Linked DNA regions of Mus musculus: regions 1, 2, 4, 5, 6 and 7 are each linked to region 3. The links are chromatin contacts, called in public Hi-C, capture Hi-C and promoter capture Hi-C maps. All regions are on one chromosome and are shown on one strand. Each heading gives the region's core, a stretch centred on a gene start, on an enhancer-like site or on the middle of the called end of the contact. The rest is flanking DNA. Distances are from core to core; before and after follow the strand shown.

Region 1 (3,807 bases), core at 799-3,298, 2.9 Mb before region 3:
ATTAAATTAACTTGAAAATAAGACATGTTTGTTTTCTTACAGTATTAAAAATTACAAAGTCTAAACATAGATGTTCATTCTCATTTCTTATACTGGGCTCCCAGCAGCGTAAAGTACCTCGACTACTGGTTCTGATACTCACAGCAGCTGCAGCTATTAGGAGGAGGTATTCGGAGCGTTCACCTTCTCAGTACAGTCAGCCTTAGGAACCCAACATAGAAGAGCCAGGAACACCATGAAGAATCTACTTAGCTATTTCAGGTTTATAGTTCCTGCATCATCTCCACCAGAGGGCAGAACTCTGAAATGAAAGAAACTCAACTGAGCCTTCAAGATGGGTGAACGTACACCCACTGTTCCATCACAGACTGCTTAACTCTGGCCTTCAGGGTGGAGTTGGCAAATGTGTCTCCTGGGCTCTGGGTTCTCAGATGGGGTTCCTGTGGGTGGTGGTGTGCGCTGAGGCAGTGTCTCAGTCAGAACTCAGTCACAAAATGCCACCATCTCTGGGGAGTGTCAGGTCACTGCCTACCAAATGACCTCAGCGGGTTATGCCAGTTGCCTCTCATCTCTAAGTTAAAGAGGGTATGTGCAAAATGCTTAGTGCAGAGCCCGGCATGCTGGAACACTCAGGTTTGTGAATTGTGAAACCCTTGTTAGAAATGGCATGCCTCACTGATGCTGGAATAACTTGAGGTCAAGTGTCCCTCGTCTTTAACGACACATAGATGATATTCCCACACTCCATGTCTTTTCGGAAGCAAAGTACCCATTACCACTTCCTTCCACTCGTACAAATGTGCCTTTGTCCACACAATGATACTCAAGGTCTTATTGTCTGCTTACTATATGTAGCCTTCTCTAGTGGAGATGGGCTACAGTATAACCTTGAATAATTATTGAAATTTTGAAAATTTTGATTAAAAATGCATTTAAAACTCACGTTTAAGAAAACTTAAATTTTTGTTATCCTTGGCGGTTTTTTTTTTCAATTTTCGATAAATATTTAAGAATTGTCTTGGGCTTCAATGCAACCTTTGCTTTGGAATGTCTACACTGCTTTCCTTGACGCTATTAGAATGCAGCTCCCTGTCTGATGGGCGCGAATTTGCTGGCCCCTGATTTCAGCCTGGGCAGGTTCTTGTCAGACAATCGCAGGCCCGAGTTCTCCTAGCCCATGAAGCTCAAACAGCAACGCCGTTTCCCCCCCTAAACTTGTAGCAGAAGACAGATTTGCAATTTGTGTAACACGAATAATGCCTGCCTTCGAAACCTGACATCTTTTCGAACACAACAAACTTGTCATTGGATCGCTAGTGTCTGAAGACATTCATTTTGATACTTGCCTGGCTAGAATCCTGTATGAGGGGATAGACTGTTCTAGATGTGATAATGAGAGTTCGGAAGAGAGCAGCCCTTTACACTGCTCAACAAAGTTCTGCCCTCAACAAAGCAGCAAAGGCCAAAAGCTGCTGCCCCATAGTTGAAGGGTTGGTTTGTTTGTTTTTTCCCTGGTGTGGAGGATGGGGGCAGTAGACTCTTGGCTCTCCATCTGCCATAGAAAAATAACTTTTTTGAAGGCTGGGGTGGGTATGGAGGAACTGTCTCATTAAGGGTTATGGGTAGGACCCAGAGACGTGAGTGAAGGGAGGGAGTGGTCTGCGGGTGGGGTCTGCCCAGCAGACAAAATATGGGGCTCCAATCCCCTGAGTATAACTTCACTCCGAGTGAGGAGAAAGACACCCGTAGTGCCTCTCCTCGAGATCCATAGAGCAGAGAAAAGCGACCGAGATAAGAGTGGACAGAGGAGAAAGATATGTTCACGAAACGGCCCCCCGCCCTTGCTCCGGAGGAGTACAGCCGCCGAGCTGACGCCCCAAAGAGGGTAAGATCCACCCTCCTCGCTCCTCCAGCACACAGGTCGCGTGGCCTGAGTCCTGGTGACTTCAGAGTCAACCTTTTTTCTCCCTGTCCCTTCCTCCTTTCATCGGGTGCCACCTCCTTCCCGTCCGTAGGTCAGTGAGCACAGACTTCTCAGTGGCTCGTTCTAGTCCCCAGGCAGACGGTCCCTCACTCCTGTGGCTTGGCGTCGGAGACGCTGGCAGTCATGGGCAGGGTTTCCTTCAGCGTTCGGGTCAGCTCCGTGCGGAGAGCCCGCTGCTCTTGTCCTGGGCGATGCTACCTCTCCTGCAGAGTCCCTCCAACCACCGCCCTCCGTGCACTGAACGGTCTTGGCTGCGCGGGGGTTCCGGGGGAGACTGCAGGTGGAGCCGTCGGACCCGGCCCCTTGGGGACCCGTGGCTTCCTCTCCGGGTCCAAGTTCCAGGCTCCCGGCAGCTGGAAGGATTGCTTTGGAGCCCCGCCTGCTCCAGACGTAAGCCTGCATCCCTACTGCGCGCGCCCTTGCTACTAGCTCCGTGACTAGATCCCATTTGTAGTAGCTTCTCCCACTGGGGATCAGTCAATGCCCCCGGATGGCCCTATGCCTTGGCACCGCACAACTCAGAGCTGGAAACGCCCGGGTCCCCTGCTCGCGAACTTACTCTGGGACAGGTACCCGTCCCGGGCGCACCGAGCACTGTCTGCGGTTTGCGGCGCGGGTTTGGAGCTGCTAGGGTTTGGGACGGTTTTCCTCCCGCAGTCCTGGGAAGTATTAGCCTTCCTGCCACAATCTGCAGAGAAAAAGGAAGGGCACTGCCGAGGGTCCCCCTGACCTGAGCCTCGGGAAACCCAGTCTAGGTTGCAGCCATCCTTATCTGCTGCGTCCTTAGGGTCTTGGAATCAGCTGCGCATAGGCGGGCCAGAATCAGTCAGTGTCAGCAAGGGAGAGAGGGGTAGTTAGGAAGGCATCCCGAGGCGGTGTCCTGGAAGGTTCTGCCTGAACTCAGTGCGGGACTTCTGGGCCGGAGCTCTAGAGGCGGGAGAGCAGTGGGCGCGCTTTGCGCAGCTTCCCATTTTGGGGACCGAGGTGGGGACTCAGTTTCCAGATTCTCAGGCAAGTAGTCCCAGCAATCCCCTCTCACTGAAACTTCTCAGAACTTCGTGCTGCCAAGGCTCACAGAACCAGGCTCCAAGGGTCTCTATGTCCATGTCTGTGCTTTATAGTTTATAGTTTCCATTTTTAGGATAGGAAGGAATCTACTGATGGACGCGAAAGTCCGCAAGAGAACACCAGAGAACACCAGAGTACTACCGGATAAGGGAGCCAAGCTAGGACTCACTGCTGCTTGCTGTTTCAGGGTTCATTTTGGCAGAATTTTGAAGTTAGAAGTGCTGCTAACATGTTGGCAAACCTCCCAAACAAACAACAACTAGGCTTTTGGGGGTGTGTCAGTCAGGATACTACCAACACTCATCGGTCCCCGATACCCACTAGTTTTGTATGAGATGACACTCAAAATCAGTTTCTGTAACCAGAGGCCCGGGGTTGATGTCTGCGTAGATGCTCAGCTGAGCAGTTAGGACCTGCAGACTCCTCCTGATGACGACAAGAGGTTTTATTGTATGAAGTATCTTTAGGGTGAGTGGAACTTGGAATAACTTAATCCTCAGGGATCTGTGAAGCTTTTGTGTGTGTGTGTGTGTGTGTGTGTGTGTGTGTGTGTGTGTGTGTGCGGGCGCGGGGGGGGGGGGGAGGCGTTCCAGAAAGTTCCATATGGGATAGGATTGCAGTACAAATAAAAAACTAAGTTGTCCTTCCAGTGAGGTAAGAAGACAGAAGAAATGCTTTATTAATCTCTCCATGTAGATTTCAGAGAATGGGGATTTTGTTGTTGTTGTTGCTGTTGAAGACACAGAATTGACTCC
Region 2 (3,511 bases), core at 494-2,993, 3.0 Mb before region 3:
CCTCTAGGAGAGAGAAAGAGAGAGGAAGAGAGGGAGGGAGAAAGGGAGAGAGGGAGGGAAAGAGGGAGGAAGAGAGGGAGTTAGGGAGGGAGAGAGAGAGACAGAGAGAGAATCCTTCAAGGGCATACCCCTTGACTTAAACCTCCAGCCACTTACAGGTTTCATTACAAAGGCCGAGGAGTAACTAGTTTCCACGTGGCTTATCAGGACATTGCAGATGCAGAACATTAAAGAGAATTACACAATCATCATATGTCTAAGAGAGGAGGCCAGGAGTCACTTTACCTAGTTGCAACCCAGGCCCTGCTGGAGTGTTGAAAAAGATTTTTTTGGTGTCATTTATTTATTAAAAATTGGTTTCAATGATGAGACTCCACATGTTATTAAACAGGTATGTAAAAGAAAAGGAAGGAATGCTTGTTTGAAGCTCTCGATAAATATTAGAATAGTTTATAACTAATGTTTGGAGGACTGGAGGGAATGTGTTCTCAGGAAGGTTTAGTATGGAGATTTGGACAATGTGCTAACGCAGATCTGTGCTACACACCAAGGTTCTATGAGGGTCTCCTTATCATCAGCCACCTCAATATTCCCTCGACATTTACTGGTTTTGGATGAATTATAGGCCATGATGTAATACCTATGTACAAGAAATTAAAAACATGATAGAATTAAAGCTTAGTTTCAGCACAATTACCTCTCTATGCTTTAGTTTTCCCAGTGGTAAAATTGGAATGATAAATAAGGTTATTTTGAATAAAAAAAAATATTGACACAATGGACATGATGATGAAGGCCTGGAGCCCCAACAACTTCTAAGGCTGTGGTGAGAGAATCATGAGTTCAAGAACAGCCTAGATAATATTAAAAAAACTCATCTCAATAAATTATAAGTGTAAAACTTTGTATATGTGCAAACACACACACACACACAGACACACACACATATATATGTAAATATTTTGTACACTCCTGGACACATTGAATGGCATCTAAATATATTTGTGGTAAATGTTGGGAAATTAACTAAGCTGAAGGGTAATTTAAGGATTGTATAACTTCAAATATCAACAAAAATTCAGCTCATTTTCCAAGAGACCACTAAATGAATTTCTGCAATCTATACGTAAAGATTAGCTGCTGGCTTTCAGTTATTTTCCTTAATGAATCTACTGGAGGGAGCAGCCTTGAAAGGAAAAGAAGCAGTCTCTAAGGGAAAGCTTGTTTTAAAGTATAAAAGGTGGTTAATACTAGGGGCTAGATTTCATTGTGAGTTCTGAAAGCTTTCTCCACTCAAACCATTTTTTCCTACAATGCTCCCGTGGCTCTTCTGATCCTGCTCCCCATGGCGTCTTCTGTTTTCTAAGTACTTCCTGGACGAGGACCTGCCTGCTACCTGCAAGCAGCAAGACTATGGCGAGAACAACTGTTTGTGAATTTTGCCCTCTCTGAATCCTGAAACCTCGCGTATTTCCTGGGAGCAGCCGCCAGTAGCAGCATGCTCCCGGCACGCCCACCAACGGAGGCGTCTACTTTTCATGAGCCTCGGAACACTCTGGGAAATGTAGTTCCCCAAAGGCCGCGAACGACCGCGCATGCGCACTGAGCATTCCTTCGTCTCTTCCGGGAAAAAAAAAAAAAAAAAAAAAAGCTGCCTCGCTGCCACGCATTCTGCGGTCCGCGGGCGGAGGCTTCTGGGAGTTGTAGTCCCTGGCGGTGGGCGCCGTCGGTAAGGAGACGTAGCTTTTCGGTGCGGTCCACTTCAGCAGTTGGTTCCCGGCCGCGGCCGCGGCCGCACGGTCAGTTCGCGTTTCTGTGCCTACCGCACTTCTCCTGAGGCTGAGGAGAATTTCCCGTGGCTGGGTTTTTCCTGTCCCGGGTGGGCTCCTCGTGGCTCCGTGCTTCTTTTCTGCCCTCCGTCTTTTCCCTCCTCGCCCGTCGCTCGAGCCTGGGCTTGGCGGGACTCGCCCTCGGGAGACACAGGGCCGCAACCTCCTCAGACCCGGGTCTCCGTGTCGCGGGGTCCGTCCGCACCCAGCCTGACCCTGCGGTCCCTCGGCAGCCGCCTCCATCCTCGGACGCCCGTTCACGCTCCTTCTCCTTTATCTCTCCGCTGCAGGGATGGACGCTCCCTGGCGCCAGGTGGCCGCTGGCCGAGGCCGAGCCCGAGGACGGGCCACCGCAGTGCCCCTCTCAGGAAATGGAGTCCCTTTTGGTGGCGCTGGAGGAGGGCGAGCCAAAGGGTCTGGGGGCGCGGTGTCTTCGGGCCCCGGCCCCGGGGGAGCAGCAGCTCTGGCCCCTGCGGGTCGCGGGCAGCGCTCAGCTGGAGGCGAAGCCCCGCAGCCCCCGGGGGCCCGGGGTGAGGATGGCTCAGGTGAGGATGGCTCGGGTCTCCCGCCCCACCAAACTCCCCAAGTCACTTCCCTACTTATCGCTGGCTGCCAGGGCCCTCCAAGTCTCTCATTCACTTTTTAACAGCTCCCGGAGTTTAGTCTCAGGGAACCGTCTCCATTCAGGCAGATTTTCATCTCATCGCTTGCATCCTCATTTTAATTGATAATTGCCTTTGTTAGTCACTTTCTTCAATTGTGTGCAGCTGATTTGGTTAACTCAGTAAATGGATCGCCAGAGTTTGTTTTCTTTTATAATCTAAGATGTTTAACATCTGTCGTAAAATAGGACCTTGTGCTTTCGCATCTGTGTGTATGGTAACAGCAAGCTAGGCTAAGGTCTCAGAATTCCATTTACGAACAGATTGGGAACTCCATTCTTCATTAATCAACTCGACTTTCAAGACCAGTTGTTGATAGCCATCTTTCCCAGGCTACCTGACTTTTTGGACCCTGTAAGCGTTTTGGTTGTTGTTTTTAACTGATCCCAGTGCAGAAATTCCATGTCTTTCCATGATGTATCAGGTGTTGCCACGATGGATTTGCCAATAGCCTTGGTCCAAGATCTTTTAGGGCGACGTTGAGAGTGTTTATACATAACACTCCAGATAAAAGAGAGTGGTCCCTGAAAGTGTTTTGTGTTTGGAAGGTATTTTTTCAGAAGAGGTTTAAAATTTTTATTTCTGAAATTATAGTAGAATTGCATCAGTTCTCCCTTCCTGCTAGGAGCAAAATTGAGTCTCTGCGTGGGGTTTCCCAGGGTAACTTGAAAGTTAGTTTGCGTTGATTTTGCTGGCAATTGGTCAGTTAATCATAGAGGTGCAGTGTGCTATTTAGAGACCTATGAACAAGTTGGTAAGCTGGCTTGGGTTTTGTGGATAGTAGGAAAGCAAGCATTCTCTACATAGTATATAGTATATAGTATATAGTATATAGTATATAGTATATAGTATATAGTATATAGTGTATAGTGTATAGTATAAAGTATATAGTAGTTGACATTTGTGAGGAAGGAATAAGTTAAGACAATTACCTGGTCACTTTGTGTGGTGACATTCTTCCAAATGGTACTAGGTACATACATGTACCAAGTGTCATCTCTTCCCAATTCAGCTTTTTTT
Region 3 (3,393 bases), core at 297-2,796:
TCAGAACCTTTTGATTTGCCTGAAGGATTTACCTAGACGGCTATTTGACCCAGTCTAGATTTACAATGAGGGTACCCCAGTTTAGAAGTCTGAGTAAATAGCACACTATATTTATCTTAATTTTGTTGTGTCTAGGGAAACAGGATTCTGAATCAGCTTCTCACTGGGTACAACAGTTTTGTTGTTGTTTTGTTTTTTATTAATTATTTTATTTATTCACATTCCAAGTGTTGACCCCATCCCAGTACCCCCTCCACAAGACCCCAGTGCTATCACTCCTCTTCTTTGCCTCTAAGAGGATAGTACCCCACCCACACACCCACTCCCACCACACCCCTCTAGCATCCCCCTTCTCTGGGGCATCAGTTCTCTATAGGACCAAGCCCATCCCCTCCCACTGAGGCCAGACAAGGCAGTCCTCTGCTACATATGTAGCTGGGGCCACAGACCAGCCCATGCATGCTCTTTGGTTGGTGGCTTAGTCTCCGGGAGCTCTGTTGTTCTTCCTATGGGGTTGCCATCCCCTTCAGCTCCTTCAGTCCTTCCCCTAACTCTTCCATAGGGGTCCCCGACTTCAGTCTAGAGGTTGGCTAAAAGTGACTGCTGCTTACTTACTTTTTTTGACCTTTACAAAAACTGAGACACACGTTCAGAGTTTATGTCGGCTTCCTCTACCCCCTTAGAATTATTCAGTACAAACTACACAATACTATAATCTATGTTCCACTTTCTGAGATCATCCTGGGTTTCGGTTTTTCCTCTCTGCAAACTTAATTTTGATAAGAGTTCTTAGGATTTCAATGAACAGTTACTGTGCTCGCAAAGTAACACTGCACCTATTTTAAACCATCAGAGGGGATTATAACATACTCTTTGTTTGAAATGCTGAGACAAATTATCTTGGGGTGTTTCAATGCTTTATATGACCACTTATTACCTACTTTGTGTGTGTAACCTAGTAGGGAAATGCTCTTGGAACAAATAGAAACTTAGATGCCAGAGACATCATCAGGCAACAACTGAGGTATATAACAGGGATTTTCCATTTTGTTGGAGCTTTCTATCTGATGCTTCAACGCCTTTGAAAAGCATATTGTTATGATTTTCCCTTTGTTCTGTTACTAAAAATGCCCCATGAAACGATTGCATCTTTGGAAGAGAGTATTTGGGCTAATTGGAATCTAGTTCTCTAACCATAGGCATCCCTGCTTGACTCCAGAATAAACTCTTCTTATTCCTTTTGAGAGCCAGTTGATGATGTTGAGAAGAGTGAATAGCAAATATCTGGGGTGAAGTGATCGAGTAGGTCATATATCGTTCATTACAATCCTACAAGGAGTCTACCACAATTCAGCTTCTGAAGGACTTAACGAAAGAGAGAGGTGACAGGTGACTGACCCAAGGACTGTAGACTGCCCAGCACATCCCTTAGGTGGAAAAGCCACAGGTGATAGTGCTCCACTCTCCCCTGCCCCACCTTTGGCAGTACGCATGCGCAGCGTCCTCCCGAGTCCCTTCCTGTGTTTGTGTTTGCATCCGGGTTCTCAGGCTTCCTCAGTCCTCACCGGCTGGAGTCGCTGGCGGGTTGCTGGGTGTGTTAGCTCCGGCTCTTCGGTCGTTGGATGAGGCTGTAGGTCCGCCGGTGAGTTTAGGGGGGACACAGCTCCGAAGCGGGGCTTGGACGCGGCTCGTTGTCGCAGATTCCCGGACCCGGAGTGAAGTCTAGCAGGGCTTGGGCGCCCCTGCCTGACGCCCCTGAGCCCGGGGTGTGCAATCGGCCTTAGCCGAGCCACGGGAGGTTTCCAGCGCCGGTCCGCCCCCTGTCCTCACTCTGCCGCGGGCTGCTTAGGGTAGAGCAGTCCTGGCCCAGCGCAGGCAGATCTGGGGAGGGGGTTGCAGAAGCTCAGCACTGCAGCTCAGCACACCCCGTGCGTGGATTGTTGGGCTGCCCAAAGCTGTGAAAGTTCCGCAGTGTAGAAGTTACCTCCCCATAGAGAGTTCAGGGACTTGGGTTCAGCCAGTTTCCCTGGGGTGCCCTGCCCAAATGAATCGGCACCTGCAGTAAGCACTTAAAGACAAATTGGCGTTTGTTTGTTTAAATGCTACCTGGCCACGATGCCGAATCAGAAAGCATCCACAGTTGAGGTTTCTGATGACTGTAAAACAAGGAAAAGGAGCGTATTCGACATCTGAATAAAAATAATTTATACTGAGTGAGGGGGGTTCACTGAGAAATTTTGGAGGTGAACTCCCTTAAGAGCACTCCCTTCAGAGTAAAAACCAAACAATTTGCCTGACCTTTGGTTGCTTCCTTGCAGTGTTTCTCATTTTAGCTCAAGTGCATGAATACACTGTGATACCTAACTGGTTCTCTGACTCCTTTTAAGATCTACTGGAGCCAAGGAGAGGGGCCCAGAGTCTTTTACAAGTTATTATTAGTGATTCCATATGGATAAAACATTTGAAATGTGTTTTAAGTCCAGTTCCCTCCAAAACGTAATAGCTTTGTAACTTCTGCAGTATTTGAGTTGCAGTTTCTACCTCGAAAGTGGGGGATAACCAGAAATTCAGAAAGTATTAAGTTAATCGAATACTCTAAAGCAACAGGGTCAACTCATTAAATGTGTGCCTGTGGAGCCTCGTTTAGTGTTTAACACGGAGTGAGCCCTGGCACGTGTGAAAAACTTAGATATACCGGAGCGCTGTGAAGTTCTTTTTCTGGTCCTTACTGTTTTTTGGTTTTTTTTTTTTTTTTTTTTTTTGTTTGTTTGTTTTTTCTTCTGGTTGTTTGTTGAATAATCATATTAGAAGTACATATCTGTGAGAGCCAGCCGTTGTTTAGGAGTTTTGGATATAACTCTGAAGTTATTTTTGATGTTAGATTATTAATAGACATAAATGAAGACAGCGTTCCTTTGTGAGGCTGAGTTTTAAAAACTCCATGACTTCTTTCCTATAAACGCTGCTCATCTCTTATTATTGTCCCAGAATTCTAGATTATAGTGATCATACTTTTTTTGTTGTTTTAGAATTCTAAGTCCTGTTCTTAAGAATATCATTTAGTTTCCATGTATTGGTTATTAGACGTTCTGTTCCTGTTGGCTTACACAGTTTGATTTAGTATTCTGTGTAAAGTGCCTTTACTGAACAGGAATGCTGAAGCCACCATGTCATTGAATGGTCAGTGTTGGTGAGTGACATATTTAAACGTGAAAATAGAAATTTAAAACTGAGACTTGTGCTTCTTGCATATAGGATATATAAGTTTCTTAGTAATATTTTTTTAAGTAAAAGAGTAAGCACTTCGGTCCTAAATTTGCATTTTTGTGAAGAATTTCTCTTCCAAGAGACCAGCACTTTCAGTCAAGTATGATCTTATAAAATCCTTTCCCT
Region 4 (3,768 bases), core at 83-2,582, 2.6 Mb before region 3:
GAAATAAAACAAGCAGAGCCAAGTTTTAAGTGCAGCTGAAGTATTTAAACCCCGTTGTTCTGTTTCACTCAGGGAGGACGGTCTTCTGAACAGCCTAGATTTTCAGACCACTTAAGACATCACAGAAAGCAAACAATTAATTCCATCCGGGATGGACATCTTCATACAACATGCACTCGCTCCTGCATCTCACCAGGCACGCAGTACATTTTCTTCTCTGGGAGTTATAGCACCAGTACCCTGGGAGCTAAGGTACCCGGTGGTGCCTCCAGATCTGTGTCTGAGTCTTCTTGTTCTCATCACCTCTGTGAATGCACACACATGGTTGTATAGGCTTCACCATCCCACTCCTACCAAGAATCTGGTGTGACAAAGAGGAAAACTCTTCTAACTCCAAACCAGAGGTTTATAAATATAAGTGAATGCCGGGCAGTGGTGGCGCACACCTTTAATCCCAGCACTTGGGAGGCAGAGGCAGGCAGATTTCTGAGTTAGAGGCCAGCCTGGTCTACAGAGTGAGTTCCAAGACAGCCAAGGCTCTACAGAGAAACCCTGTCTCAAAAAAACCAAAAAACCAAAACCAAAACAAACAAACAAAAAAACCCAACCCCACCCCCCACCCCAAAAATATATAAGGGAATTGTGACTACTATGGTCTTCAAGAAGTGTAAGACTGAAACTAGCAACACTGGCTTAATACAACCCTTTCTGCTGTTGAGACACCTCGGTCCTTCTAGTTATTTAGTAAACCAGTACTGAAAACTCCCACAGGCTGGCTAGGTCCTGTTCCGGGCACCGAAGCTAATGTCCCGCACCATCTCCACAGGATTCTTGGCCTGCAGGAGTACACAGTCTAGCAAAGGGATCAGCCATGAACCCCATGGGGTTCTCTCATTAGCACAAACCTCAGAGAGTGGCTGCCAGGAGACAAACAGAGGCCAGGGCAGGTTTCCGAGCAGAACAGAGCATTAAAATACCAACCAATAAATAAATAAGCAAGTTCTGCAAGGAAGCCGGGACTCAGAGCAGTGTTCCCTTTGAACTCTGGAACCAAAGGATCATGTTAAACTGGGAGAATACAAATCTCCTGCCGGGCTGTCTTTACGCACCCACGCCGAGGGCGAACTCCTGTTTTATGTGGTGTGTGTGTGTGTGTGTGTGTGTGTGTATGTGTGTGTGTGTAAACTGTGGTCAACACCCTGGACTGTGGTTACCAAGACAGTCTTGAAATTATTCTCAGGAAGATAAAGATCAATGAGCTAACATTTTCTGTTACTATCAGCATCCCTTCTATAGCTATCTCATTCACTGTTCTGACCGTGACCTAACAATGCCTGTCACAGAGCAGGTACCCAAGGACTCTGTTTAAATACATGAACCACTGCCAGTCAGGCTCTAGGAGTTCTACTATGCATCTTGGCAATAATCCTCTTCAAACAAAACAAACATTCCGAGAACGAGGGCTGATCAGTTAGGACAAGGACTGAATGGATGAGCAGATCCTTTGCAGAGATCTATATGGTCGATTGCATCTTGATCCTTAAGCTGTCCTAAAGTCATGCCACCTTTGCCCGAGAAGGCAGTTCCATTCAGCTTTAGACGACCGATGGTGTAAATAGGGCCAGGTTAGGCAATTACCTGGAGACACTTTTTGTTATGGAAGCCACCAGCAAGGGAAGCTGTTAAATATCCCACAGTACACAAAATGATCCCTCACACAAAAGAGAAATAAATACTCCGCTTCCAAATCAAGAATCTGCTTCGAAACCCAGGATCAAAGCAAGCTATCCTTCTGTTAAAAAGAGGGAGGGGCAGCAAGATGCACAGAACGGACTTCTTTTTAAAACCTCAGTTTCAAATGATGAACCGTTCCAATTCATACTCCCTCACTCAGCCCCAGCAAGATTTCTTAGTAGCCTCAGTTTCTCCATAAAAGATACATGACAATAGTCACACCTACCCTGTCGGGTTGTTATTAGACATTCATAAGAATGTATGTAAGTTATTCGTGTACAATAGACCAATAAACAGTAGGAATACTTCTTACTTGCTAAAGACTAGCGTGTGTGCCATTCAAGGAAAGCAATTGAAAGGCAGCAGGGCTTGAGGCTGGAGAGATGACTCAGTGGTTAAGAGCACCGACTGCTTTTGCAGAGGACTGGGTTTGATTTCCAGTGCTGTCACTCAAAACCCTTGTAACTCCAGTTCCAGGGCTCCAACACCCTTCTCTATCCTCCACAGGAGCCTGCGAGCACATGACGTACATAAACTCATGCAGACAGGCACACACACACACACACACACACAACACAAATAAAAATAAATCTTATTTTTCAAGATGGCAAGGCTCAGAAACTCAAAAACTCCATACGTAAAGGTGAAAATAACATTAAATATCCAACAAAAGATTTCATTTTAAAGTCAAGAAGAATGAGATTCAGAGACTGACTTGACTCGATGTTACAAAAGCAAGTGAGTAGCTGCTCACATCCGGTTACTCCGTCAGCTCCCATGTACCTAGGTGAACTTTTAATAATCTCCGGTATGTCTTTAATTATGAATCTGACAGCAAAGTATTTAAGTCAATCTTAATGCGACTTACTGTGACTGCGAAAATTTCATGTGACTATTACACTACAAAACCAGGTTTATTTAGATGTGAGCCTATTTCCAGTCTGGGCTCATTGGTGGGACTGCAGTGTTTCAGTATCACCCTGAAATATTCTGTTGTCATTACAGGAGTCTCGTTTCAAACTGTCCTCTTCTAAAAGTCTACATCATGAATTATTCACTGGGGCTTTATATATTTTGAAATGTATTTTGGAAACGAGCCTGAAAAAAAAAAACCACACAAAAGTAGATACACTATATAAAATGTATTACAAAATATGTTGAGAATCTTAATGCTGGTTAACTTTGAGGTATTATAATTGAGTTTTATTTTTAAGTCCATCTTTCTCATGAAGATTTATTTTTAAGTAAATCTTCCTCCATTTTCATCTTTAAAGAATAAAATTGACTCTAACCATAAACAGATTACATCCTGTAATTTTGAAACCTACTTATGATGGTGCACTAAATAAGCAGAAGTTAAGAATGCTTCTACATTTAAATTGGAGGGCATACATGCAATACTTTAAGTTTTGAGGACTTGGGGTTCCTATTGTTGTTTTTGAGGGTTTGGGGGTTTTTTGAGACAGGATTTCTCTGTGTAGCCCTGGCTGTCCTGAAACTCAGAGATCTGTCTGCCTCTACCCGCTGAGTGCTGGAATTAAAGGCATATTTCACCTCTGCTGGGCTAAGTTTTTGTTTGCTTTTTCCTTTTTAAGAAAAATCTCAAAAAGTATATGATAAGTAGCCGCCTCTGTGGTAAAAGCTGACCTTCACACCTGGATCCCTCGGTAGTGTCCGTGTTAATCTTTAGCACCATGTCAGATTAATATTGAAGAAGGGTACATGCTAAGTTCTACCCAACAGGAATTTCCTATCAGCAAACACAACACCATTAAGCTTACTTCTGTGTGTAACAGGAATCTGCTGTCAGGAAACAAAAGGTATAAGCCTAGGCCACACAATCTTTAAGTATTAGACACTGGACTTTGGTTGCTTTACAAACTCGGCAGGGGTTGGGGGAGGGATGGTATGTGTGTGTGTATCTGTGCGTGTGTGTAGATGAGTTGTGTTTTCAATCAGCTGGATGGAAACACAAAGGTATTATTAGTACTGTAACCTGCAGGACTTGGCACCTTGGCCTGACTAGGGGCAGGA
Region 5 (3,788 bases), core at 89-2,588, 2.6 Mb before region 3:
TGTAACCTACCTGATCTTGGGCTCTGACTGTCTCCTTCCCTACCATTAATTAAGACTGAAACCCTGGGACAAATGGGTAATTGATGTGTCTATTAACATATTAAGTCGATCTTGGCAGTCAGGTTCACCCAGCTTCTCTATGTGTTACAGGTTATGGCTGGCATACCTGGGCCCCCTACCCACCTACCTATCCATCACCCACTCTCCAACCCAGGGGCTGGACTGTCCTTCCCCTAGAGCTCTTCTCTTTATAATCCAGCTGCTTTGGTCACTCATCCACCCACCCATCCACCCATCTACCCATCTACCCACCCATGTCCCCCCTTTATTAACCCCTTGTTCTCGCTGCTGCCTCTGGTTCGCTTCCTCCCTCTCCCTCCGCCTCCCTTCTCTTCAGGGTCATGACTCAGTGTTGTGGCTGAGATTCCTGCCCACTCTGGACTCTCCCAGATGCTTGGCTCTGCTATGCACTCTGTTGTGTTTTATAAAAAAGAAGAGCAGGGCGTGGTGGCACGCGCCGTTAATCCCAGCACTCGGGAGGCAGAGGCAGGCGGATTTCTGAGTTCGAGGCCAGGCTGGTCTACAAAGTGAGTTCCAGGACAGCCAGGGCTATGCAGAGAAACCCTGTCTCGAAAAAACAAACAAACAAACAAACAAACAGCCAGGAATATGTTTGGTAGTGCCAAGTACGATGAGTGGGAGGGGGCCTCGGAGGGCCCATGCTGAGGTATCCCTTCCCCCTGAGGACAGGTATAGTGGAGAATAGAGTTTATTTAGGGCATGGGAAAAGGAGTTAAGAAGAGAGTAGAGACACAGAAAGACACACACTGTGGGGGGGGGGGGAGAGAAGGCTGGGGTCAGGAACACGTGGAGAGAGAGGGGGAAGGGAGGGAGGAAGGAGTCAGTGATAGAAGAGAGTCAGAGAGGACAAGAAAGAGAGGAAGGGGCAAGCAGCCCCTTTTATAGTAAGCCAGGCCTACCTGGCTGTTGCAACTGTGGGGCAGAGACAATAAACTTTCTCCTCCACCGTACCTAGGAGCAGTCATGCCCTTCCTTTTTCTTTCTTTTTTTTTTTTTTTTTCATTCACCTACAGTATGTGTATTGTTCATCAGGAAGAGGCTCGAGCAGTGGCCTCCTCCCGTTGCATTGCATTGCCTGGCAGTGTTGCAGGAGTGCATGATGGGAGCACTCCCCGAAAACGGTTGCTTCCCCTGGGAAGTTTAGTTAAGTCAATCGAACACATACTCTTGATCAGGAATCTTTCTGTTTATCTCTAAGCGTCCAATAAATACAACATGAGCGAGTCTCCACCCTGCTCTCTACCCGCCGCCTAGTCACTCTTACTTTCTGCAGTTGATTGTGGAGTCCAGCCATCTGGAGTGGACTTCAATTAGTTCTCCCCTCTCGTCAGTCTGCCTCGTATGTAAGACACCCTCTCTTTAGAGAAAGCAGTTTCACTTCTCTGGGAAGCTAATAGTCTCATCTACCAGCTCTTGTCTCCTTGGGGCTCTCTGTCTCTCATTATTGTTTCTCTTCCGACCATTTCACTGTCAGTAAATTACTCCTATCGGCCGACAAATACTTAAGAGCTGAATATATGTATACTCTATATATAGTGTTTTAAAGTAGAAGGAAAGAAAAGTCAGAAAGGTAAGTGTAAGAAGAAAGCAGGAAGGCAAGGGGCATGAATATGAAAGGGGCGGGGCCAACAGAGCTGTGTTATCTTTTGGGTCAAGCAGGGCGTGGCTTCTCTCTAGTCCTAGATCTACCCAGAAGATCTCAAACACGCTAGCCAGTTCCTTAATCCCCGCAGTTTGGTTCAGTTCCCCTTCTCCTCTGCAGCTGTCTTTTGATAGGCATTGACTATTAACACAAAGTGAGTTTCGTTATTACTACGGGCTTTGATGGTTAGTCCCTGCAACTCCCTTGAGGATTTCTTGGGCTTTTCCTTGCTTTTTGTTCCTGATTATTAAAAAGAAAAAAAGAGGGGAGGGAACATGGGGTTTCTTCTAAAAAAAAAAAAAGAGCAGAGCTGGGGAGATGGCACAGTAGTTAAAGTGCTTGCTGCACAACTCTGAAAGCAAGAGGTTTAGATTCCTAGAACGCATGTACAGGTCAGGTAGGTGTGTCGGCCCACCTGTGATCTTGAGTAGCCATAAGGCAGAGATAGGGAACCTAGGAGCAGGCTGCCTAGCCAAGACCAGCCATATGGGCAAACTCTGTGTTCAAGAGAGAGACCTTGCCTCAATGAATAAGGTCGGAGAGTGATAGAAAAAGACTTCTGACCTTGACCTCCAGATGCAGGTGTGTATAGTTATACAAGCACCTCTGCACACCTGTGTACACACCACACACACACACACACACACACACACACACACACACACGGGAATGTAATAACTCGGGGCTACAGAGCTTCAGCCCCTAGCTACCTCAAACATGATTCAACTGGAGATTTGTTACAGGCCTGGTCTGCCCACTATGGCAGTAGTGTCCCTCTCCTCCTCCTCCTATCCTTCTCGTTCTCCTCCTCTCCCTCCTCCTTCTTCTTTAAAACCTTCAAAGTCTACCTAGGTTGAATCCTCACCTCTGTTTTTTGGTTTCTTTTCTTCTTTCTTTCTTTCTTTCTTTCTTTCTTTCTTTCTTTCTTTCTTTCTTTCTTTTTTTTTAACCAGGCCCCAACCTGGTGCCATAAAACCAGCTTCCCCGCCATCAACCCTTGTAAGAAACTATTACCCAGACAGTTATCAGGCTTCATTTCTTGACCTTATGAGCATCCCCCACCCACCATCCCCTGCTGCTACCAAAGCCTTGAGTGTGTAGATGAAGTATCTTCCAATACCTCTGCTCCGGACAACGGTACACAGCCACACAAACCTTGCCCTAGAGACCCTGGCCACCTCCCCATAAATACCCACCACCTCCATAAATGGAACCAGTTCTCCTAAGCTGTTCCTGGGTGTGTGCCTTGCCCTGGAACTCATCTCTGACAGAGATCCTGCGCTGCACTTAGCCACACCCAGCTGAGCTTCCTGTCTACACCCAGCCTTCAACCCAAAGGGGGAAGTGGACATGGGCAGCACACATACACATGAAGAATGAATAAAAAGATGAGTGCACGCCCATCCTTGTTCCTGGCTTAGCCTGAGATGATTTCCCTACATCTTCTGACTTCATTAATTTAGTTCAGTCTATAGGCTGAGTTTCCACACGTCCTTTTTTCCTACAAAGCATCTTCCATCACTTCCCTTTCACCTTCCTTTTGAATGCAACATTGCCCTCTCACCTCCTGTGCAGGGCACGCTTCTCCTCTCTGTCTTCAGATTTCCATTCCAGGCCCTGCTGAGCCCACAGCTGGGCTTCACTGTTGCCTACATTGTCCAGGAAAGCTGACAGGCACGGAAGCTGATAGTTCATGCCTTTAGTCCTAAGCTATGGCATGGTTGCCATGAGTTTGGAGTCAGAACAACTACATGCTGGGTTTAAGTGTAGACTGTGCTACAGAGGGGGATACTATCTAAAAACAAAATAAACCCAAAATGAAAGAAAGATTCCACATAGCACTGAGGGGTCTACTAACAACCCCTACACAACAAAAGGCCAGGATAATTCCATACAGGGCTCAGTGGTAGTCTTTTAAAAGAGTCCTTCACTCTCATCGCTAAAATACAAACCCAGCAGCAAGTTGTGAGATGCTAATAGAATACCATTTATAATTGACACAGCAATCAGTGCTATGGGAGTGTAGGAGGAAGGGGATGCATTCTGCCAACAGGATGTAGAGGTA
Region 6 (3,750 bases), core at 896-3,395, 2.7 Mb before region 3:
TTTAACTTACAATTAACAGAAAGCTCAACAAAAAAGTGAATACATTTATTGTGTATATTGTACATGTCTTATATTACTACAGTAAAAGTCATGGCAGAATGAATTCACAAGGCTACAGTGGAGTAGAGAAATACATCATCTTGTCTGTGACCCTTTCCTTTCAGCCTGACCTCAGGGTGGGTGAGCGGCCTTGATCACGTTCAGTAGGAAGAAGGGAGGATTCAGCTCCTTCCTCTGGAATATCACTAAAGGACTCCCCATGGGTCAGCACTGGGCAGGGTGACAGCCTGTAGCAAGGGGCTTCTGTGAGGATTAGAAAAGACATTTTCTACAAACACCCAAAGCATGGCTCCAGGCAGGGATTAGGAAAAGCTGCCTGCACCAGCCTGGCCTGGTTCCAGGCTAAGGCCCATGGTGTGGTGAGCAGAGTTTAGTTGCATGCTGTTTTGCAGGGCATAAATCATAAAATCATAGAGCAAAGACCTGTTGTGGAATTGCATTTAATCCTGGACTGATTATGACTCTCAGATAAGAATAGTCAGCAAAAAGCCATGCCAATGTTACACTAATCAATGTCTTCCTCTGGGATGTGGGATGGTTGGTATGAAGCCCTGGACAACATCAGGTTTCCTTTTCATGGACGAAAGACGGGAAATGGATGCTAAGTAGGCAATCAAGGAGATTTACTATAATTTTAAAAAAATCAAAAAGAGATTTGTATGTGACCCAGACAGTAATTTAATAGTAGGATCCCTAAGAAGCGATCTATGCACATGAACAGAGCTTGCTTTCTTCCTGCGATGTCTTCCGTCTGCTCTCTCAAACATTTGCATCCTCTTCCTCTTGGTCTCCCCGCCAGCATTTTGCCAAGACAATGAGCTGGAATGTGCCAACCATGAGTGTGTGCCGCGTGACCTTTGGTGCGACGGATGGGTCGACTGCTCAGACAGTTCTGATGAATGGGGCTGTGGTAAGCTTCTGGTCTCTGTCACCTGCCCTGCATTCACACGCCTGTCAGCCATCTAAGCCAATGAATCCTAAATTATTCCATGGCTTTTACCAACCAAGTTCATCTATTTTGTTTCACTGTTATAAAAGCTGACAGTGGTGATTCATGCGAGTTATTTCTAAGTAACAGAAAACTTCCCCCCCAAGTTACTTCTCAATTTTAAATATCTATATTATGTGTGTAATACTTTGCATTCAAATGCTTGGAGGCATGCCATTTTTTGAACTTAAGTTTTATTCATCACCAAGTTCAATAGTGATGAATAATCAGTTAGTCTTAGATCATTTACACCCTTAAGAAGAGGATCTAGAAGTGACCTCTCCATCTGACCTACATGCCCTGCTCCTCACCCTGATGAGATTTCTAACTGTCTAGCTCCTGCCATGGGCAGGACTGGAAGGCATCTCAGTCAATGTGGCAGTCTGCCATTTTGATTATCTGATGAATTCCCTCCTTGTGTGCACATTGCTCCCCTAATTCATTCAGTTCCTACCTTAGTCTTCTGTATCCACTGGCCAAATAATGAGTTTCCTGTGCACTGTGACCAGGTACACAGTGTTCCACAAATGACCCATGGCTGATCCAGTGCAGACAGAGGCTGGGGGTTTGCACATACATCACACCAATCATAAATGTCTACCACCCTCACGTACTCCCAAATGCTGAAGGAAAAAAAGTATGGAGTTTCAAATAACTGCCTGCAATTAGTTTGAATAATCCCTGTGTAAATTCAAGGCAGTGAGGCTCTGCCCCTGACCATCTTTTGTCTCATAATGAAAAATCCATAGCTGCCTGTCTCTTTCATTAGAGTCTGCAGTGTTTTGAAAGCACAACACATATTGAGTTCACTGTTTTCAGTCTCCTGTCACATTGAGGGAGCAGTGATTTGCACAGAGAGGATCAACCCCAAATGGTTCTCAACTAAAATAAATACAAATGGATGCATGCAATTAGAGCAAGGACATACAAACTTACGGTCTCTGGAGAAGATGTGTTTTTAATTAGGCTTTCTCGCATTTTCCCCCTTCAGTGACCCTCTCTAAAAATGGGAACTCCTCCTCATTGCTGACTGTTCACAAATCTGCAAAGGAACACCACGTGTGTGCTGACGGCTGGCGGGAGACGTTGAGTCAGCTGGCCTGCAAGCAGATGGGTTTAGGGTAAGGTCAGTAGTGTGTAGCACTTGACGGGTTTCTCAGAGGGCTCTGTGGATGTTAGCGGTAATATCTTCCTTATGAATGATGTAGAACTGGAAAAATCAGAGCTCTCCAAAGCCCTTGAACTAAATCCTGTGTGAGGAATTTATCTAATTCTAGGTACCTGCTCTAAAGAGTGTGGGCTGCAAGCCTGTTACAATGAAGTCTCAAAAGTAAATGAACTAATTGTATTTTGAAGCACGTGTGAAATGGAATACTTTCACTGTTTATAAATGAATTAAGATGGTCTCCTCTGTGGAGCATGGTTGAAAAAACACTTCATACTCCTTCCCTGGGGCTATTGGGAACAATATACATACATTTTTTTAAAAAGAAGTTGAGAAAGAGAAGCCAAAGCTGCTGGTATTTCTATTTATCCTAAGTAACACAGAAAATACACACCAAGGAGTAATTCAGCATTTTGATTTTTAGTGGAATGAGAAGACCCATTTACATACATGGAATGGAATGAACTGTGCACACACTGTTTTGTGAGGTGTTCTGTTTCAGGTCATTCAGCAATAGAGAATAATGCTCTGTACCACCACAGAACACATACAGGATGATGATGATGTGTGTGTATATATATATGTGTATATATATGTATGTATCTGTTATATTATTATATGGCATTTTGTTTTATTATGCTAACGACATATGTGTGATTTGAGTATAAATACAGAATTGAGAAAAACAAAAGATTAGGGAGTCATGCAATTCTAGACTTAAAAGTCAGAGTAGATAGCACTCCCCAGAGTCCACTGAGTAAACGGCGATTGTTTACGACAACAAGCCATTTGATTCAGCAGCTAGCTGCACAGTTTTGTTGTCCAGTTTGAAGAATCATATCACTGCTAACATCTTGGGCCCTTTTCTTCCATGTAAAGACCCACATCTTTGGAAATTTGAGAAACTCCTACTAATTTATAATAGTAGGAGAACTTTAATCTTTTCCAGCACTAGAAAAAATTATAGCTGTCATGATCCATTAAATTATTGTCCATTTTTGCAATTTCTTTATTGTGTCTCAATGAAATGGGATATGATTTTGATTCAATAAATGAAAACCCCTTGAAAGTGCTTATCTTGGTTCTCTCACCAAGACATACGTATTGCTTAATACAAAAATTCAATTACATGATGAAACTTAGCTATGCAGAGAGTTCGGAGGGTAAGTCAGATCTGAAAAGATTTACGAGAACACAAATTTTGACAAGCCACATGAAATGTAACTGTTAAGCTGCAAACAAAAGATCTTTTGTCTTAAATGTCTTACTTCATTCTTTTTGTATTTCTTGCATATTAGATTTTTACTGAGCTAACATACATGTAACAAATTTGGCTATTTCAGTGGCACTGGGCACAGTCACAGTGTTTGTGCAACTGTCTCTACTGTCTCAGTCCAAACATTTTTATCACCACAAAAGGAAACTATGTGGCTGTACATAGTCACTCTCACTTGCCCTTCAGACACAGTAAATCATTCATTTACTTTTCATCTCTCCATATTTCACTTCTGTTCTGGATGTTTTAATAAGGATGCAT
Region 7 (3,600 bases), core at 999-3,498, 2.7 Mb before region 3:
CCTACAGAATCAACGGACCTGGACCCATAGGGGCTCCGAGAGACTGAACTGCCAACAAGAGAGCATGCATAAGACTTACCTAGGCCTTCTGAACATATGTAAGAGATGTTCAACTTGGTCTTCATGGGGGACTCCTGACAGTGGGAGCAGGGGCTGTCTCTGACTCCACTGCCTGCCTCTGGGACTCTTTTCCTTTAGTGAGTGGCCTCTTCTAGACTCAATAGACGATGGATCTACTCTTACTGAGACTTGATATGCTAAGGATGGTTGATATCTATGGGAGACCTCCCTTCTTCTGAGGAGAAATCGAGAGGAGTGGATGAGAGTCGCAGGGAGACTGGAGGAGACTGGGGAGGGGAACTGCAGTCAGGATGTAAAGTAACTAATTAATTAATTAACACAGTCCTAATTAATTAATTAGTAATTTTAAAAATGCAAGAGGAACAGAGCAAGAGTGCCTAGCTCTTGAGGCTTTGAGAGCACTAAACACATTAGGACCAAAAACTATGCTAAGTGCAGAGCCAAGAACAAGTCCCAAGGAAATGGTACACACCTGCTATTCCTGCTGCGTTCTTATTTATTATCATCACAAACCCAGTACAGATAGATGCCTGTAAACCCCATATTTTCCCTGGCAGGGAAAACCCTCGTTTAAATTTACCTTTTGCCGAGGTTGGTTCGGTGCAGAAACCACCACCGTGTTGCAAATTGCCAGTGCAATAAAGAAGTCCATGATGTACAAAGTCTCCAGCGGTGAACTCTGAGCGGTGCCATCCAGTCCAGTGAGCAGCTGAGGGGTAAGCTGGCTAAATTTGTCTAAAAGTCTGGTATCTGGTACCACGTCTGTTTCCTGAGGAGACAATATGGTAAAGTATTGCTACTAACATCAATTACCTCTACAATACGGAGCTAAGTGAAGCGTGAGATGGTAAACTAAATGTTCATGTTTTCCTGCATTTACTTATTTCCATGTGTGTGAATGTGTGTATATATGTGTGTGCATGCTCCGAGGCACACATGGAGATCAGAAACTGATTTAAGGAGGTTAGTTTTCTCCTTCTTTCTTTTTTTTTTTTCTTTCCTTTTTTTTTCATTTTTTTTCTTTTTTAAAATTGGTTGTGAGCCACCATATGGTTGCTGGGAATTGAACTGAGGACTTCTGGAAGAGCAGCCAGGGTTCGTAACTACTGAGCTGCCTCTCCAGCTTCCAGGATCTTACTCTATAACACAGGTTGGCCCCAATCCTTCTGCTTCAACCTCTGCCCAGATGGTATATTCTTCCCAGATGGTATATTCTTCCCAGATGGTATATTCTATTTTTAAAAAGATTTATTTATTTATTATATGCAAGTACACTGTGGCTATCTTCAGACACACCAGAAGAGGGAGTCAGATCTCGTTATGGATGGTTGTGAGCCACCATGTGGTTGCTGGGATTTGAACTCAGGACCTTCGGAAGAACAGTCTCACCAGCCCTGGTTTTCTCCTTCTACCATGTGGGTCCAGAGATCCAATCCAGGCAGTCAGGCTTGGCAGCAAGTGCCTTAACCCACTGAGCCATCTCATCAGCCCCAAAAATTTAATTTGTGAAGTTTACTGCATATGATATCTTGAGAAAGAAAACAATAAAATGAAGCACATAAAAATAAAAGGGAAATCTATATTTATATGTTTTAAATGGAGAATATTTTGACTATCCAGTTAAATAGGAGATAGAAACACCACCTTCTATGAAAATCTAGTTGAAAGGATTCTCACTTTGACATACACAACACTTAAGTATGTATTTTATTGTGCTTAGAATTCTACCATGGCTGTACTTTACTCAACATCTGATGAATACCAGTTATTTCAAAAGTGATATCAGAGAATTGAACGAAATATTTTTTTGCTCAGTTCATTTGTATTATAAAAACAACTTTCTATAAGAAAAAAAAATGATAAGCAGGCTAGGAGACTAATCAACATTCCACAGCCAGGGTATTTACAGCCAGCTTTCTCATCAGCAAATATGTTTGGCAACTGTGCCTTCCTCTTCCTGGTATGGGTGTTCTCTAAGAAGTCCTGCCATCAGAGTGGGGTGCAGTGCAGGAACCCCATTTCACCGGGCAGAGTGCCTCTCAAACTCACCCAAGAGTACCACAAACATGTCGTCATAGAAACCTCATTTTCTCACTGTATCTTTTAGTCTGTCTCGGAGAGTACAGCTTTGAATCACAGCCCTAAAGAAGCACCACTGTGTTACAGGAAGTCTTGGATGCAATAAGCAAAGCACACTGACCTCAGAGAGGCCAGGAGACGCACTTGACAGAAGAAAGTGCAACAGGGTCATGTGACACTGTACTCACGTGACCTTGACAGGGATGGTGTTCCTTCTCAACTGGACTGGATTTAGAATTACCTAAGGAAATGGGTGTGTCTGTGAGGGTGTGTCCTAAGGAAATGGGTGTGTCTGTGAGGGTGTGTCTAAGGAAATGGGTGTGTCTGTGAGGGTGTGTCCAGGAAGGTTTAATTAAAGAGGAAAGACCAATTATAAATGTGGGTGCACATCCCATCAGACCTGTTCCTAGACAGAATAAAGGAGGAGGAACAGCAGGGCATCAGTTCTGCCTCCTGACTGGGTACAAAGTGACCTGCTGCCTCAGGCTTCCGTCCAGGCCCTCCCTGCCTCGACGGCCTGTATCCACTCAAACTCTAAGTTGCTCTTATCAGGAATTTTATTTAAATAGCAAGGAGAAGACAGGGGTACCGTAGCTAGTGTTTCTGCTCCGGCATTTGGTGAGAGTGATCACAGGTTTAATGAGAGAAGCACAATGCTTGCAATTACACGTTCTACACTCCTGTCTCAGCTCGACTCCCCTGACAGCCAGCCAGGGGCGACGCGTTCCTTTGCCTGCAAGTCTTTCTTCTTTCCTTCCTTTCAAGTGACATGCACTCTCCTTTCAGATCACCAGGGTCCACGACAGGTTTAAAATTCACCTGCTATGAGCCATCACAATGTATTCTTAAATTCTATCTAAATTCGGCAAGTAGAGGACTATAAAGCTGAAATCCTGTTCTGTGAGCGTGACAATAGAAGCAATACTAAAGCTAGGTAAAGACATGCATGTGTATTCCGTCATGAAAGAGATACTCCTGTCAGCAGGACTCTGCAGATAAGAACTGTCAAAATGAAACTGGGTCTTTCTAGATACTTGGCAGTGCAGAAGAGACACTGAAACCACCATAAAAGGATATAAACAAAAGAAGAGCGCTCAGGAAGATGTAAGGAGGCATTCACATCAAAATGACGCTCCCAAAAGAGAGTACTCCACTGACTCTGACAAAATAACTTAATCCCTCGTGACTAAGAGAGCTCTTGAGTTGAGGAGAGGACGCAAAACAGCCATGTACAATTTTGATCTAAATAACTATATCCATAATTATTTCCCAAGACCAGAGCCGTCTTTGCTGTGGCCTCGGCATATAAGTGAATATTCGTTCCCTTGCTGTGCTAGACAACCGTTGCCATCTTACATAAAACCGTGCCTGTTTATCTGAAACAGCTGTGTTTAAACAGTGTCCTCTGCAGAGGCCAGAAGTCTCTTTAAGGCAAGGACC

Evidence for each region. Promoter capture Hi-C pulls out the DNA fragments that hold promoters and counts their contacts. A called contact is a pair of places that touch in the nucleus more often than the background predicts. Capture Hi-C pulls out chosen DNA fragments and counts their contacts.
Region 1: a capture Hi-C map of embryonic stem cells shows a contact between it and region 3, with 9 times the contacts expected there. The contact joins the promoter of Corin here to the promoter of Gnpda2 in region 3. A contact is called at or near these places in 8 of 39 promoter capture datasets (the 3T3-L1 cell line, cranial neural crest, embryonic stem cells and 5 more), 1 of 115 datasets of contacts at active chromatin or transcription factors (embryonic forebrain) and 2 of 9 other capture datasets (embryonic stem cells and embryonic tail).
Region 2: a contact with region 3 is called in a promoter capture Hi-C map of stem cell-derived epiblast-like cells, with 8 times the contacts expected there. The contact joins the promoter of Nfxl1 here to the promoter of Gnpda2 in region 3. A contact is called at or near these places in 11 of 39 promoter capture datasets (3T3-L1-derived adipocytes, the C10 cell line, cranial neural crest and 7 more), 3 of 115 datasets of contacts at active chromatin or transcription factors (astrocytes, extraembryonic endoderm stem cells and stem cell-derived neural progenitor cells) and 1 of 9 other capture datasets (adipose tissue).
Region 4: a contact with region 3 is called in a promoter capture Hi-C map of liver, with 6 times the contacts expected there. The contact joins the enhancer-like site here to the promoter of Gnpda2 in region 3. A contact is called at or near these places in 15 of 39 promoter capture datasets (the 3T3-L1 cell line, the C10 cell line, HPC-7-derived erythroid cells and 8 more), 2 of 115 datasets of contacts at active chromatin or transcription factors (astrocytes and embryonic forebrain) and 2 of 9 other capture datasets (adipose tissue and liver).
Region 5: a contact with region 3 is called in a Hi-C map of B cells, with 5 read pairs. The contact joins the enhancer-like site here to the promoter of Gnpda2 in region 3. A contact is called at or near these places in 9 of 39 promoter capture datasets (the 3T3-L1 cell line, the C10 cell line, cranial neural crest and 4 more) and 1 of 484 Hi-C or Micro-C datasets (B cells).
Region 6: a promoter capture Hi-C map of second pharyngeal arch cranial neural crest shows a contact between it and region 3, with 7 times the contacts expected there. The contact joins the enhancer-like site here to the promoter of Gnpda2 in region 3. A contact is called at or near these places in 9 of 39 promoter capture datasets (the 3T3-L1 cell line, the C10 cell line, the HPC-7 cell line and 5 more) and 1 of 9 other capture datasets (adipose tissue).
Region 7: a promoter capture Hi-C map of stem cell-derived epiblast-like cells shows a contact between it and region 3, with 9 times the contacts expected there. The contact joins the enhancer-like site here to the promoter of Gnpda2 in region 3. A contact is called at or near these places in 13 of 39 promoter capture datasets (the 3T3-L1 cell line, the C10 cell line, the HPC-7 cell line and 8 more), 6 of 484 Hi-C or Micro-C datasets (cerebellar granule neurons, cortical neurons, forebrain and 2 more), 5 of 115 datasets of contacts at active chromatin or transcription factors (embryonic forebrain, embryonic limb bud, forebrain and 2 more) and 2 of 9 other capture datasets (embryonic stem cells and liver).

Annotation. Positions count from the first base shown.
Region 1 is chr5:72,502,449-72,506,255 of GRCm38.p6, reverse strand. It overlaps Corin (corin, serine peptidase), which reads left to right and starts at 2,048. Exons shown (of 22, transcript NM_016869.3): 1 at 2,048-2,374. The coding sequence starts at 2,108.
Region 2 is chr5:72,557,877-72,561,387 of GRCm38.p6, reverse strand. It overlaps Nfxl1 (nuclear transcription factor, X-box binding-like 1), which reads left to right and starts at 1,743. Exons shown (of 23, transcript NM_133921.3): 1 at 1,743-1,799; 2 at 2,120-2,374. The coding sequence starts at 2,122.
Region 3 is chr5:69,590,457-69,593,849 of GRCm38.p6, reverse strand. Gnpda2 (glucosamine-6-phosphate deaminase 2) reads left to right here and starts at 1,546. Exons shown (of 7, transcript NM_001038015.2): 1 at 1,546-1,642.
Region 4 is chr5:72,208,050-72,211,817 of GRCm38.p6, reverse strand. It overlaps the pseudogene Atp10d. Among named protein-coding and RNA genes, the nearest start is that of Commd8, 42 kb to the right of the region's middle. Within about 2 kb of position 1,332, at least 29 of the 459 cell types and tissues checked have an H3K27ac peak or open chromatin away from gene starts, as enhancers often do. A contact at or near this core is called in liver, where this site is marked.
Region 5 is chr5:72,182,196-72,185,983 of GRCm38.p6, reverse strand. No RefSeq gene overlaps it. Among named protein-coding and RNA genes, the nearest start is that of Commd8, 16 kb to the right of the region's middle. Within about 2 kb of position 1,338, at least 111 of the 459 cell types and tissues checked have an H3K27ac peak or open chromatin away from gene starts, as enhancers often do. A contact at or near this core is called in B cells, where this site is marked.
Region 6 is chr5:72,328,031-72,331,780 of GRCm38.p6, reverse strand. It overlaps Corin (corin, serine peptidase), which reads left to right. Exons shown (of 22, transcript NM_016869.3): 15 at 860-970; 16 at 2,040-2,169. Among named protein-coding and RNA genes, the nearest start is that of Gm23712, 89 kb to the left of the region's middle. Within about 2 kb of position 2,145, at least 11 of the 459 cell types and tissues checked have an H3K27ac peak or open chromatin away from gene starts, as enhancers often do. A contact at or near this core is called in second pharyngeal arch cranial neural crest, where this site is marked.
Region 7 is chr5:72,258,174-72,261,773 of GRCm38.p6, reverse strand. It overlaps the pseudogene Atp10d. Among named protein-coding and RNA genes, the nearest start is that of Commd8, 92 kb to the right of the region's middle. Within about 2 kb of position 2,248, at least 45 of the 459 cell types and tissues checked have an H3K27ac peak or open chromatin away from gene starts, as enhancers often do.